Regions from separate parts of the Mus musculus genome. Here region 2 is linked to region 1. The links are chromatin contacts, called in public Hi-C maps. All regions are on one chromosome and are shown on one strand. Each heading gives the region's core, a stretch centred on a gene start, on an enhancer-like site or on the middle of the called end of the contact. The rest is flanking DNA. Distances are from core to core; before and after follow the strand shown. Region 1 holds the start of Tpd52 (tumor protein D52). Region 2 has its middle 13 kb from the start of Gm33273.

The links. A called contact is a pair of places that touch in the nucleus more often than the background predicts.
Region 2: a Hi-C map of pre-B cells shows a contact between it and region 1, with 5 times the contacts expected there. The contact joins the enhancer-like site here to the promoter of Tpd52 in region 1. A contact is called at or near these places in 1 of 484 Hi-C or Micro-C datasets (pre-B cells) and 1 of 115 datasets of contacts at active chromatin or transcription factors (T-cell acute lymphoblastic leukemia).

The regions. Positions count from the first base shown.
Region 1 is chr3:8,961,298-8,968,701 of GRCm38.p6, reverse strand. Tpd52 (tumor protein D52) reads left to right here and starts at 4,556. Exons shown (of 6, transcript NM_001025262.2): 1 at 4,556-4,855. The coding sequence starts at 4,720.
Region 2 is chr3:9,894,585-9,901,690 of GRCm38.p6, reverse strand. It overlaps the pseudogene Gm6236. Among named protein-coding and RNA genes, the nearest start is that of Gm33273, 13 kb to the right of the region's middle. Within about 2 kb of position 5,765, at least 36 of the 459 cell types and tissues checked have an H3K27ac peak or open chromatin away from gene starts, as enhancers often do. A contact at or near this core is called in pre-B cells, where this site is marked.

The DNA of each region.
Region 1 (7,404 bases), core at 3,307-5,806:
CAGTTCAGGGAATCCAGTGCCCTCGTCTGGCCTCTGTGGACACCAGGCATGCATGTGGTGCACAGACATGCATGCAGGCAAAACACTGATACATATGACATAAGAAGAAGTACATCTTTAAGGAAATTGTTTGATTACAAATATATCAAGAGTATTTTCTTGGGGCTGGAGAGTTTGCTCAGTGGTTAAGAGCAGCTGTTTCTGTAAAGGCCCCAGGTTTTGTTCCCAGCACTCCCATGGAGGCTCAACACCTCTTCGGGCACCAGAAATGCATATGTTCACAGATATATACGCAGTGAAACTCTTACACAAATTCACAGAATGTAAAAACTAAAAAGTTATGTTCCGTGGTAAATATGTATTTTTCCCAGTGCCATGTTACTATCTGTGTGTGTTCTGCTGCACACACCTGTTCCTTTTAGCATTTAAGCCATCCACTCAGAAGGCAGTTGTGTTGTTTCTCAGGTATGGTCTAAAATGAGCATCTTCTTAAGTATACTGTTTGTAATAGCGTGTAGATTACGACAAACTGGTAAATGAGTCAGATAAGTATAAAATATAGAGAAAAGATAGGTAAAGTAGAGAGGTAAATCTATAGAGGAAAATCAAGTCTGAGAAAACATCGGACAAGCTGAGGTGGTGCAGGCAGCAATCCAGGCCCTCAGGAGGCCCTGGTAGGATGCTCTGTGTTAGAGGCCAGCCTGTGCAAGATGGTGAAACCTTGTCTCACAACAACAACAACAACAACAACAACAACAACAATCAACCAAGGGCTGGTGACACAGCTCGGTGATAGGGTGTGCAAGCCTGTGGGTTTGATCCATAGCACCCCAAAACCAACCAACACTAAAACTTTGGAAAATCAAGTTGGTTGGAAACCAGTGTCAGTTGTATGATAGTGAGAAAAGAGGCAGTGAGTACCCAGAGCCCTTGACACTGGCTCCAGCCCCAAGAGGAGCATACTCGTTGGGATCACTGTACACGCAGGGCTCGCATTGTGTGGTACCGTTCCTTTCTTTCCCAGTCGGGTCACTGGGCTCTCCCTCTTGGCACGTGGTGGGAAGACGCCCTGGCCCCTCTCATCAGTGTCTAACAGCTTCGGCTCCAGAGAAGGTCCCTGTCTTCTGCTGCTCAGTAAGTGTGTTAGGGATGGTACTGATTGAGGCTCTTCCGGTCAGCTAGCTACCCTTAGGCACACCTGAACAACTCAGTATCTCTGGGCCACATCTGAAACAGGAGATCAAGTGGGGACTCAGGTGGTCTTTTTTCAGAGCTAATGATCTAAGTGGTCAGGAATTCTTCAAGGAAAAGACACAGACAAGGCGGAAGATGGCCACCCTGGGGCCTCAAGAGCACTCCTGGCAGGTCGCAGAAGGGTGTGGCAGAGGACAGCTCTCCATGTACTACTGACTAGAATCCATGTGAGGTCAAAACTGGGAGATTTGGGTGAAAATAATGCCAATTTTGAAGTATTTTCCAGACAGCCCTGTGGAAATACCTTTTGCGCAGGGCCAGCTCTTCCTTGGGCTAGGTAGCTTTCTTAGGGTTTCTATTCCTGCACAAACATCATGACCAAGAAGCAAGTTGGGGAGGAAAGGGTTTATTCGGCTTACACTTCCATACTGCTGTTCAAAATCACCAAGGAAGTCAGGACTCAAGCAGGTCAGGAAGCAGGAGCTGATGCAGAGGCCATGGAGAGATGTTCTTTACTGGCTTGCTTCCCCTGGCTTGCTCAGCCTGCTCTCTGATAGAACCAAGATTACCAGCCCAGAGATGGTCCCACCCACAAGGGGCCTTTCTGCCTTGATCACTAATTGAGAAAATGACTTACAGTTGGATCTCATGGAGGCATCTCCTCAACTGAAGCTCCTTTCTCTGTGATATCCCCAGCTGTGTCAAGTTGACACACAGCCAGCCAGTACAGTAGCCATTCAGGGAATGGAAAGGCCTGCTGTGGCCCCGAGGCTCCCCTGATGCTTGCTTGGCTGGGCCCAGGGCTTTCTGAGCATCCTTTCCGGTTGTCTGTGTGCACCACTGCACTGTGCACACGGCACAGAGTGGCCTGTACAGCAGTCCTGTCTGTCATTTCCATCCGGCTGTCAGGACTACACACCTGGCAGGCAGGTGCTTTCTGCTCAGCCTCACGTCTTCTAATGTTTGATGCTCTCTTTGTCTACTTCAGCATCCTTGAGTTTGTTCCTTATAAAAGCACACAGTACATGTAAAGGCTTATTATCATTCTGGCTCTTTTATTGGTCGAGTCCCAAGCTACATTCCTAGTCTTTTATTTTTATTTTCAGCCCCACTCTCTGTTATCCAGACCACAAACCCACCATTCCAGGAACCCACCCTTGCCCTTTCTGGGGCTGCTTGACTGTGTTCGCCATTCTCAGGGCTGGAATGTCTGATCTGGGTCTGCCCGAAGATAGGGAGGGGAGCTGTTCTCCAGAGCTGGGACTCGTGGCGCTGACCTAAAAGGGGCTTTAGCAGGTCAGACTTTAAGACAGTTACTTAGATTCTTAGCCCTCATATTTAAAAATAAGGCTGTTTTTATTCTCCACTGATTATAAGTCCCATATTCAGATAAGGCCGGCAGAAATGTAGCCATGAGGTCTGGCTGGCAGAGAGTTCTTCACAGGTGAGTGCCGTGGGTGGGGGAGAGATGGGAGATGGGAACTAGAAAGACTTCTGAGAAGAGGTGATGGTCTTGAAGGATGGTGCATGGCCTCAGCTAGAGAAAATACAGTACAGCAGGTTGGGTACAGGATGCAGGGTGGATGTCACCAGAGGCTGTAGTGTGTCTGTGGCAGAGCTAGGTGACCTTTCCATAGGAAGGAGGCTAGAACAGCAGTGGACAGACCTTCCCACTAACTCTGACTGGGCCCTGTCAGAGGGAATGACGTAGTGGACTGTAGAAAACCTGACGTTTGAAAGAAAACAGAATTATTGTCCTTTCTGTGCAGGGCTTCACTACATAGCCCAAGCTGTAGTAGTCCTCCTGCCTCAGCCTCTTTGGGTCTGGGATTTCAAGGATGAGCCATTGCACCTCTTTGTGACAATTCATGGTTTCAATTAAACAGCAAGCATTCGTAACTGCCAAAATCTTGTTGTCTTTAAGGAGGAAACTATAAATATTTTTGTTAAAAATAAATTCTCAAAAAGTTTAAATTAGACAAAGGCATTCCCTAGAGTACACACGACTACCTAAAAAGAACAGAAACGAGAATCAGTCATAAATTGAGATGAATATGGATCATCTTAGAGATTTTGAAGACTAGTCATACACTGGAATTTCTGCTCATCATTAAAATGGTTTGCTTTTGGGGGCTGGAGAGATGGCCCTGGGTTAAGATTGTTTACTGCTCTTACAGAGGACCCAGGTTCAGTTCCCTGACTTCATATAGTGCGTCATAACTGCGTGTTGGTCCTAGGGGATTCTGTCAACCTGTTCTGACTCCTACTGACATGAACTCGAGCCCACACAAACAACACAATAGAAAGCTCAGGCCTTACATTTCAGAGACTATAAATAGATTCCAGAGATTATGTATTGTTTTTGTGTTTTTGAGATGGGGTCTCTCATTGAAGTCCCAGCTAGCTTCATGGCAATCCCCCTGTCTCAGGTTTCTGAGTAATGTGATTATGGCATGAGCCACCATGCCTGGCTTGACCTATTTCCTCCTTTTAACTTAGTTCCACCAAGGGCCTGCAAGCGCTGTTGGGTCACAGCAATAGCCATGGAGAGAGCATGAGCAGGGTCTCTGGAGGCCTGGGATGGAGGAAGTGGACTTGGTGATTGTAAAGTTTTACCAGCCAGCTCCCTTTCTGCCTGGAGGGTGTGCCAAAGAAACAAGTTCTTTGTAGAGCCCTGAGGGCATGCCTGACTTTGCTTAAACAAAGGAGCTGAAACACCCCCTGCCCCCAGCTGTGGGAGTTTCAGCCCCCCCACCCCCCACCCCGGAAGCGGTGGGAGCTGCCTGCACCTTCCAGCTACTTCCTATGAAAACCTCATTCTTCCAAAGAGTCAGTTTAAAATTGTTTGACAGTTATTCAGATTCTGCTTTAGAAAAAAAAAAAAGGATGATGGGTCTAGCTTTATTTTTGTATTAGGTTCTGCTTAAAAGGCTGCTTGCTAAACACGGGATGCCAAGCTCTCAGAATCCTGTATAATATAGGGTGCAAGAAAAGTATCACCCAGATGGCATTTTCGGGGAGATTACTGACAGATAATCCTCTCTTGTCCTAGAAGATTAAGTCTGCCCCGCCGACGATGTGGTCAGATGACCGGTCTAAAAAAGTTGTATTTTAAACAATATTCCTGCTAGTGTCTAGTGTTTGTACAACTGAATGGGGCTCCAGAGTGGGGGGCCTCCTTTGTGTACAGAGGGAAGGCCACTCCCTCTGCCCCGGTTATTCTTTGTTCAGTGAATTAGCGACAGGTGGTGACTAGGGCCCTCCTAAGGGAGGAGTCACTACAGACCTGCTCGTGGGAGCCGGAGCCACGCCGGGGCCGGAGCTGGGCGGGGCTTTAAGCCCGGTTCCTCTGGGCCGGAGCTGGGCGGGGCTTTAAGCCCGGTTCCTCTGGGCCGGAGCTGGGCGGGGCTTTAAGCCCGGTTCCTCTTCTCACCTGGGCTGCACAGGTCAGCCGGATCTCCCTCAGCCCGGGGCTCCCAGGCTGCCGCAGCGCCATGCTCGCCTTGCTCGCTGCCTTCAGCTAGCATGGAGTGCAGAGATATGGAGTTGGCTGATGATTACCAATCCCCCTTTGATTTTGATTCTGGAGTGAACAAGAACTACCTCTACCTCTCTCCAAGCGGGAACACCTCGCCGCCTGGTTCACCTACACAGAACGTTGGTAACTATTTGTGTAGTGAGTTCCCTCTGCTGTGTTCTTCAACATGGGAAGTTATTTTTGGTTGTTAACTGTTTAGAGTGGGACAATGAATTTTAAAGTTGGCACCGTCTGTTTCTATGCTCCTTAGAGGTCTGTGGATGTGCGGTGATGGTGAATGACACGGAGGGTCTTGGGGTCAAATAGTGGGTACAGTTTTAAAATCTGCCTAGGCAGTGTCTTAGTAAAGGATGCTTAGGCATTCAAAACCGTTCACCACACTCAAGGGCCTGGTGAGTGTGCTACAATAACACCACAAGTATCAAGGTGAAGATAGGCTTGGGTTTTCCCTTGGGAGACCAAAAGCCATGTAGACAAATAGCTATGTACACCTCACAGTTTCCAAAAGGGAAAATGAAAAACCACCACACCTTTGGAAGCAGCTGTTTCTTCCCATGTGGGACACGGATTTGTTCACAAGGCGGAAACCAGGCTGTGACAGTCTGAATTGATCCCCACATAGGGTCCAGCAGAAGTGGGGACAGCCTCCTTCCCAGCTTGCAGGAAGGATCCTATTGCTTGCCAAGAAGAGGAGATGGCTTAATGAACTCCTCTGTCAGAGTCAAGGAAGCAACTTGGCTTTCCCAGAAGAAGTTAATTATTTCCTTACTGTGGAGAATTGGTTACGTTTTGTTCTTTTTAAACAGTAGAGCTTGGGAAACCTAGAAGACAGTGAAGGACAGACTGTGGCACCTCTGATCCAAGCTGCTGGGGGTTTGGACGTTTGCAGGGCACAGGTGTGTGCTAACACAGCATGCTTCAGTGCTTGGTTATAGCAGCCACCTTTGAGGTATAGTCTGGATTTTCAGAAACCCACATATGTTGATAGTTTCAGGCTAACACTGCCCTCTAGAAGTTGGAAGCTGTTAGTAATGTCTGTGGGAGACAGGGCATGGGAAAAGCATTTTTCTTCTCATTTTCACACTTCCCTTGCCTGTGACCCATGTGGGATCTCTGGGCTTCCCCGTTACCCAGCACTTAAGAGGGGGGATGACCTAGTTCTAACTTGTGGGCTTGTGAATCAGAGCAGGGCTCACAGTGGGGACGGTGGGGCTGTCATTAAGGCTTGAGAGTGGGCGGAGTGGCAGGGTCCCCAGCAGGGACTGGGGAAGATGCCCTGCATCCTTTAGTTCTTGCCGGCTGCGTTATTAGTGTGGCCACTTCTCAGTGCTCTCTGTTAGAACAGCAGCCAGCATGGCTGAGCGTGCTTTTGGGTGGTGGGGTTAATGAAGTCTGTAATTGAAAAGAGGGACCTGGAACCTGCTACTTAAAAGTTAATCTGGATTTTGGCCAATGTGTACCTCTTCCCTCCCTTTCATCGTCCTCTCTCCTCCCTCCCTCCCTCTCCCTTCCCCCCTCCTCCTCTCTCTCTCCCTCAATCTCTCTCTCTCCTACCCTCCCTCCCTTTCTCCCACCCTCCCTCCCTCCCTCCCTCCCTCTCTCTCTCTCTCCCTCCCTCCCTCTCCCTCCTTCTCTCTCTCTCTCCCTCCCTTCCTCTCTCCCTCCCTTCCTTTCTCCCTCCCTCCGGTTTTTCAAGACAGTATTTCTCTGTGTAGCCTTGGATGTCCTGGAACTCACTCTGTAGATCAGGCTGGCCATGAATTCAGAGATCCCACTGTCTCTGCCTCCCAAGTGCTGGGATTAAAGACATGCATCCCTACCACCTGGCCATTGTATTTTCTGAATAAGCAGGTAGCTTGTGCAGGCAAAGGGGACTGATGCAAAAAGGTATCCTACTCACAAATGCCAGGAACACTTATCTAAACAAGAAGTATCCTTTGAATTGTATCCAAATGCTGTCTCTGGGCAAAGGTGAAAGCTTGGTGTGCAGATGTCCTGAAGCAGTGTGAGCGGTGGCTGGGCGGACTGGGAGCTGAAACACCGTGCAGTTTGCCTGTCTACCCTTTGGTATTTCCTAGTGTGCTCCTGCTAAGTGGCTTTCACAGTCTAGTTTGAAAACGTGGATGTGTGATCTGTGTTGGTATCTGGAATACAAACCTATGAAACTCATGTGCCTTGGCGTTTGATGCAGGAGAATCATGAGGCCCAGTACTTGGGGTGCTGACTCAGTAGACTAGTTTTGAGGTTAGCCTTGTCTACAATAGTTAGACTGTTGTTGTTGTGGTTGTCGTCGTCGTCATCGTCATCACAACAATAATAAATACAAACAAAGCAAAGCAAATGTTTGTTGAACAAACAGCTGAGTGGAATTGTCCCAGGAGGACCCGTCCTGGTTTTTTACAGATGTGAGAGTATTGATGCAGGAAAGGTTTGGTGTGCCCTCATCTGTTAGCCTAGCTGGCGCTAACACTAAGCTTTCAGTTCCCAAACCAGGGCTTTGCTTTGTACTGTGCTGAGGATCTACAGAGCCTAGAGCATGCTACCTACTTGCTCCATCACAAAAGCTGGCGACAGCTCTTGCAGAACAGGCTGATCAGCCAAGCACATCTTTTCTGGTCAGGGATTTTACTGTTGGTTTGTTTTTATGTACCACTGGGACATGTCTGCTGGAT
Region 2 (7,106 bases), core at 4,516-7,015, 930 kb before region 1:
GGCTTATAATGAAAATGTTTATCTTCCAATTTTTCACCAAAAATATTTTCTCCTTATGTATACTATCATATCATCTGCAAATAGTGATATCTTAACTTCCTCCTTTCCAATTTCTATTCCTTTGATCTCCTTTTGTTGCCTAATTGTTCTGGCTAGAACTTTGAGTACTATATTGAATAGATAGGAGGAGAGTGGACAGCCTTGTCTTGTCCCTGATTTTTTAGTAGGATTGCTTCGAATTTCTCTTTATTTAGTTTGATGTTGGTTATTGGTTTGCTGTATGTTGTTTTTATTATGTTTAGGTATGGGCTTTGAATTCCTGATCTCTCTGATACTTTTACCATGAAGGGGTGTTGCATTTTGTCAAAGGCTTTTTCAGCATTTAATGAGATGATTATGTGGCTTTTTTCCCCCTTTGAGTTTGTTTATATAGTGGATTACATGGATGGATTTCAGTATATTAAACCATCCCTGCATCACTGGGATGACGTCTACTCGATCATGGTGAATGATTGCTTTTATGTTTTATAAAACCACATTGGAATTCAATCTGGCAGTAACTCAGAAAATTGAAAATAGTTCTACCTGACGACCCAGCTATACCATACTGGCATATACCCAAAAGACACTCCAATATATAACAAGGACACCTACTCCAATATGTTTATAGCACCCTTATTTATAATAGCCAGAAGCTGGAAGGAAGCCAGATGTCCCTCAACAGAAGAATGGATACAGAAAATGTGGTACATTTACACAACGGAGGACTACTCAGCCATTAAAAACAATGACTTCATGAAATTAACAAGCAAATAGATGGAACTAGAAAATATCATCCTGAGTGAGGTAGCCCAGACACAAAAGAACACACATAGTATGCACTCAGTGATAAGTGGATTTTAGCCCAAAAGCTCAGAATACCCAAGATACAACCCACAAACCATATGCAGCTTAAGAAGAAGGAAGACCAAAGTGTAAATGCCTCAGTCCTTCATAGAATGGGGAACAAAATAATCACAGGAGCTTGAGGGAGTGAGGGACCAGAGACAGAGAAAGGAGGGGAAGGGAAAAGGGGGGCAGGAGCAGGTCCTGGAAGGGACAGGAGAGAAGTATAGAGGATCAGGAGAGTGAATAGAAATATGTAGCAGAGGGGGATGGAGAACTGGGGTACCCACTAGAAAGTTCCAGACTCCAGGGAAACAAGAGGCTTCCAGATATGACTTTAGCTGAAGTACCCAATAAAGGGAGATACAACCTCTAGAGACCACCTCCAGTAGATAGACACGGCCCCCAGTAGAAACATGGGGCCACCCAGGCATCTCAAAAATTTTAACCCAGAAATGTTCCTGTCCAAAGGAAAGAAAGAGACAAAACATGGAACATAGATTGAATGAAAGGCCATCCAGAGACGGCCGCAACTAGGGATTCATCCCATCTGCACGCACCAAACCGCCACACTATTGCTGATGCCAAAAAGCACTTGCTGATAGGAGCCTGATATAGCTGTTCCCTGAAAGGTTCTACCAGGGCCTGACCAATACATACAGATGCAAAGAGTCACAGCCAACCATTGGACTGAGCCCAGGGAGCCCAATGGGAGAGCTAGGGGAAGGACTGAAGGAGCTGAAGGGGATTGCAACCCCAAAAGAAGAACAAGATCAACTAATTGGACTACCCAGAGTTCCCAGGGACTAAACCACTAACCAAAGAGTACACATGGAAGAAGCCATGGCTCCAGCTGCATATGTAGCAGAGGATAGCCTTATCTGACATCAATGGGAGGGGAGGCCCTTGGTCCTGTAGAACTTGATGCTCCAGAATTGGGGGATGCTAGAGGGGTGAGGTAGGAGTGTGTGAATGGGTGGAGGAGCATCCTCATAGAGTCAAAGGGGAGGGGGGAGAGGGGAATTGGGATAGGAAGGTTGGTGGAGTGGTAACCAGGAAGGAAGGTATCATTTGAAGTGTAAATGAATAAAATGATTAATTTAAAACAATGCTTTCTGATTTGAGAAGTCTCCACCATGAATGATAAATTTCTTAATAATTCCATGGAAAGGGCATCCTTTAAAATGGAAAGGTTTCCCAGTTGTGCATCTAGTGCCTTTTCTTCCTGTACACTATACATGAAATTTTTCTGCAGTTTTGAGAACAATATCTGCAAACAATTCTAAAACAATTTGACCAACTCGCTCCTGGCCAATGTCCACATCAAAGAAGACCATCAGGTTCTTGTGTTTGAAGGGCTTGGCTGCTGGGGATGGGGAAACATCTTCTCGCAGGCGCTGGGACACAGGGTGGGGGAATCCCGTGTGTGGGGGAGAGGAGCTTGGCAGGGTTCCTATGTGTCAGGTCATCTGCTTTACTGTAGACCCGTTTCTGGATTTTCTGCTTAATCCTACTGAGCCATCCTTCTATAAATAGCATTCCCACTTCTATAGATAGTATTTTTTGTTATTGGAAATTTCAAGTTGGTTGAAATAGAAAAGCAAGTGCTCCCATGAGCCTTCACAGTGAGCCTTCACGGTGCTCCCATGAGTCTTCACAGTACTCCCATGAGCCTTCACGGTGTTTCCATGAGCCTTCAGAGTGTTCCAATGAGCCTTCACAGTTTTTCTTGACTATTCTTATTCTTTGCTTTTTCCACTTGAACTTTAACATTGGCATATGATGTTAAGTCACATTTTAATTTTTTCCTCATACATAAACTGATATCACTATCTTTTGCATTTCTCAGAAGCAGTTAATATATATTTTTTATCTATTTCCCTTTTTTATCATCTAGGTCAAGCTGGCTTCTTTAGGGTCTTACCCACAAGATCACTCAGTTCTCTTATTTTGCCTGATTTATAGTTTTGTCATTCAACCAGACCTGCGTTGATATGAAATTTAAACTTTGATAAACACAGTGTGTTTTGAGGTCAAGAGCTGCAGTGATCCTTCACATCGATAAATGATCCTGACTGAACTTAGACCACGAGCCTAGACCACATCTTCAAAAAAAATAGTATTCTATCCTGAATTTAGGCATATGAGGCAGTGGTATGATTATAGTATGAAAATTTTAAGCTTATCCCCAACTAGTTTACAAGTAAATGAGACTCAGACTATGTTTATTTTATTTGGCTTTTACAATTACTGGGGGTCACCCTTAATCTACTCTTCTAACTGCAGGCCTGGCTACCTCCCCAGTGGTGTACTCCAGACACTAGCTGTTTCTCCTGGCCATGTGCTCATGGTTCCTCTCCCCTCATGGTAGATTCCTCCTACTCCTCCTTTTTCCTCTTTTCTCCCAGTCTTTCCCCCTCCAACCAGGTCACTCCTAACCCATCTACCTCTAATCCCTCCAGTAATTGGCTGTAGCCAATTTTATTTAACCAATAATTAAAAATCAAGGAACAAGGTTTGCACAACAAAAGCTTGCAAACCTGAGAAGTCACTCCTGGGCTTAGACCTTCTGGGTATAGAATTTAGCATTACACAGCAATAGACCAACACCTCAACTTATAATCGCTGTTCATATTTGCTTTCTTCAACATTAAAAACAAATTCAGAGGGGCTTTTTATTGTCAAGCTATACTAAGTCACCTTGGGTGAATATCTGCAAACTCTTAAATTATTCTGATGTATGTCTTTCCTCAATGAAACATCTAGCTGAAACCCACTTGTGCTTCATGTGGTAACAAGCACTTCAAACTACCATGGCTCAAACTAAGACAGACAGGGAATTGATGCTAGCATGCGTACATAGATACATCACAATAGCAAGAAAGCAAACAAATAGACAGACAGAAAGAATGGACGTTTAGTACAGGATGAGAAAAACCAATAGCTGACAGACTAGATAGAAACTTTATGTACAACATAAAGTCATGAGGACACATTCCTAACACAAAGGAAGAGCTATGAGGAAATGTGAGGTGAGCAGCTACTAAGATGAGAACTGTGGGTTTCAGCTAGATGTTTCATTGCAGGAAAGAAGACAGACCTCAGAATAATTTAAGAGCTTTCAATAAAAGGTTTTCCCTTTTATTGAAAATAAATTTTTTTCTCATACAATATACCCTGATTATAATATCCCCTCCCTCCTCTCCTCCCAGTTCCTTTCCACTTCTTCTCCCTTCTGGATCCACTCCCCTTTTTGTCTTTCATTAGGAAGAGACAGACTTCTAAGAGATAACAACAAAACGTAACAAAATGAAATGTAAGATAAATTTAAACATCCCATTGAAATTGAACAAGGAAAAGCCAACATCAGGAACAAGAGAAGGAACAAAAATCAGAGACGCCCTTGTGCACACACTCAGGAGTCCCATACAACTACTAAACTGAAAGCTATAATATATACACAGGAGACCCAGTTCAGACCCGCGGTGCAGAACCGCGTAGGCCCCGCACTGGCTGCTTCAGTTTCTGTGAGCTCATGTTTGCTTTGCTCAGTTGATTTAGAGAGCCTTGTTCTCCTGATCACCGTCGTTTCTGCTTCCTCTTCTGTGGAGTTCCCTGAGTCCTGAGGGAGGGATTTGATAGGGACATCCTATTTAAGGCTGAGTCTTCCAAGGCCTCACTCTCTGCATAACGCATGGCTGTGGTCTCTGTATTTGTTCCCATCTGCTGCAGAAGGAAGCTACTCTGACAAACATATCTGACAATGACACAGTTATGAGTTATTTTAACACTCTTTTAAAGACCAGTAGTGTTTTGTAAGCAGTGGATTCCAACCAGGCTGCAAGGCATCCTCTCAGCAGTGCTGACACTCGCCTCTGTCTTCTCCCCTCCCCTGCCCACTCTCCTAGCCTCTAGTGGACACCATCCTGCTCCGTTCTATAATAGAAAGTCTTTAAGGCTTGAAAAGTCCATGTGGACAAACTCAGAAGAGACTATGAGGAAGCAAACATGACCTCAGATTGTGGTCAGGTTGAGAAGATAACATGTTAATTGGTTTAACAAAAATAATTGAATTCTACTATGAAGGCATGCATTTAAGACAATAGGCAAGCACTTCTCAAAGCCTTCTACCCAAGACTAAGACTTGCTTCTCTCCAGAATGCCATCTACCGCTCAAGTGATGGGGAGATGACTTAGCCAGAAAAATACTTGCAGTGCAGGGTGAAGATCTGAGTTCCCCAACACTCACTCACCCCCACTCCTGAGTGAGGGAGTGTACGACTATAGTCACAGTGCTAGAGAGGCGAAGGAAGACAGCAGGCTCCCAGCTCTAAGAACAGCTGACCTAGGCAAACAACCAGCTGCTGTCTCAGTATGGGATCCCTGTCTCAGAAAGCCATGAAGAGAGCAACCTTCAGCACACACACGTGTGTATTCCCACTCACATGTACACACAGGCACGCCCACATGAAGATACAAACAACACATATAACACACACACACATACAATGTCAATTTTAAAAGAGAATTCTCTAACATTCTGCTATTTTCATGCTTAAGAAAATGTTATTATCGCCTATCTATTGAGTCTTCACGGCAAAAGCCAGCCCTTGTCTGTGATTAGTCACCCTCTTCATGTGTGCCTTCCCTTTTCAAAATAAGAGAATTTTCCAAAGTTGTACTTAAACTCCATAATCCATGAATTCTCTATTGCACTTAGGTTGAAAGTGTATAGAATCAGAGGGCAAGGCTGTATGATGTCTGCCACTTTCTGGACAGTGGCACAAAGGAAATGTCTGAGACGATTTCCGCCCAAAAGGCGGAAACTTCTCTGGTGGAGGGCGTACAGGAGACAGCCACCAGTGCATGCCCACACGCTGTGGCCTCAGAGTGCAATGGCAGATCTGAGAAGAGGAAATGCATAAACCCAATCCTCGATGCCCCCCAGAGGGCCGGTGAAGAACTTTGGACCCCACTTCCCCAGAGACTCTTAGCTGCTCTCCTGTGTTCTGTACAATTTATCCATTTTGAAAACTGCGCTAAACAACAAGCAATAATCACACCTACTCGGTGTTCTTTTCTGCCTTTGATTCAGTTTTCTCTCTCACTCTCTGTACCAGATTACCCAATAGAGCTAATCTGCTCTACTTAAAACAAAATACTATCCAGTACAACAGCTTGTATCCTCTACCATACCCTACAAGGCTACTCCTACTATCTGTCCCAAACAGTTCAACTAACCACACGCTAAATATTCAAATATGGAGGGCATTCTTATCCAACTGCCACAGGAGGTGGCTGGAGTTAGACGAGGTTAAACAAGTGGGGTTCTAGCACTTTACATTCATCTACTTCTTTTTCCTTATAGAAAGACAGCTAGGACATTCTCCCCACCTCTCTCTTTCTCCACTGTATATTTGCACCACAGAGAAGCCACCTGAACACGAAGTGATATGGTGGCTGCCCATAAACTAAAGAATGGGCCATCTGCATGGAACTCCCCTAGTTGTACAAGCTCCGTGAGTCTGTACAAGCCACGCAGCCCGTGGTAAAACGGCAGCCCCAGCAGACATCTCTCACCGACCTCTTTGCCTTGCTCTCTCTGTTCTCAGGATAATGGTGAGAAAGGTGCTGTTAAAAATGTAAATTACACGATATCATTTCCTCCTCTAAAATCCTAAGAACTTCATATCTTCCAAGAATTAAAATAAGGACCTTAAATGGTCCATATGCCTTGGACCCTGTGACATTGAAATCATCTTTGATACCTTTTACCGCCCTTTCCCACCACAGTGGCTCACTCTTCCTATTCTGTTCTCAAGATGTTTGGACACTCTGGCCCATTACTGGAATCCGCTTCCCTTCCCACCCTTGACCCGTGAAGATCTGTGCTCAGATGTCCACCGCGGCCCCAGCTAGCGCCAATGCCCTGTCCTCTACATACCACTTCCTGGCTCTTTCCTTTGGTTCGCCTTTCTCCTTGGTCACAACTAAGCTTTAAAACTCCTCACGTTAAATTTTTCCCTCAATTGAGAGCGCTTCGTTAGGCTAAAATTTGAATTCCATAAATTCCAATCGATCATTTCTAAAGGGACTTACATGACATGAAAGTTTGTTCCTTATTTATCTTGTCCTTTCTGTGCCACAACAACACCTGCTGCATGAGGACCAGAGTTCCTTTCCTGTGCTGTCTACGGCTGCTTCCCCTTCATTGCCCCCCC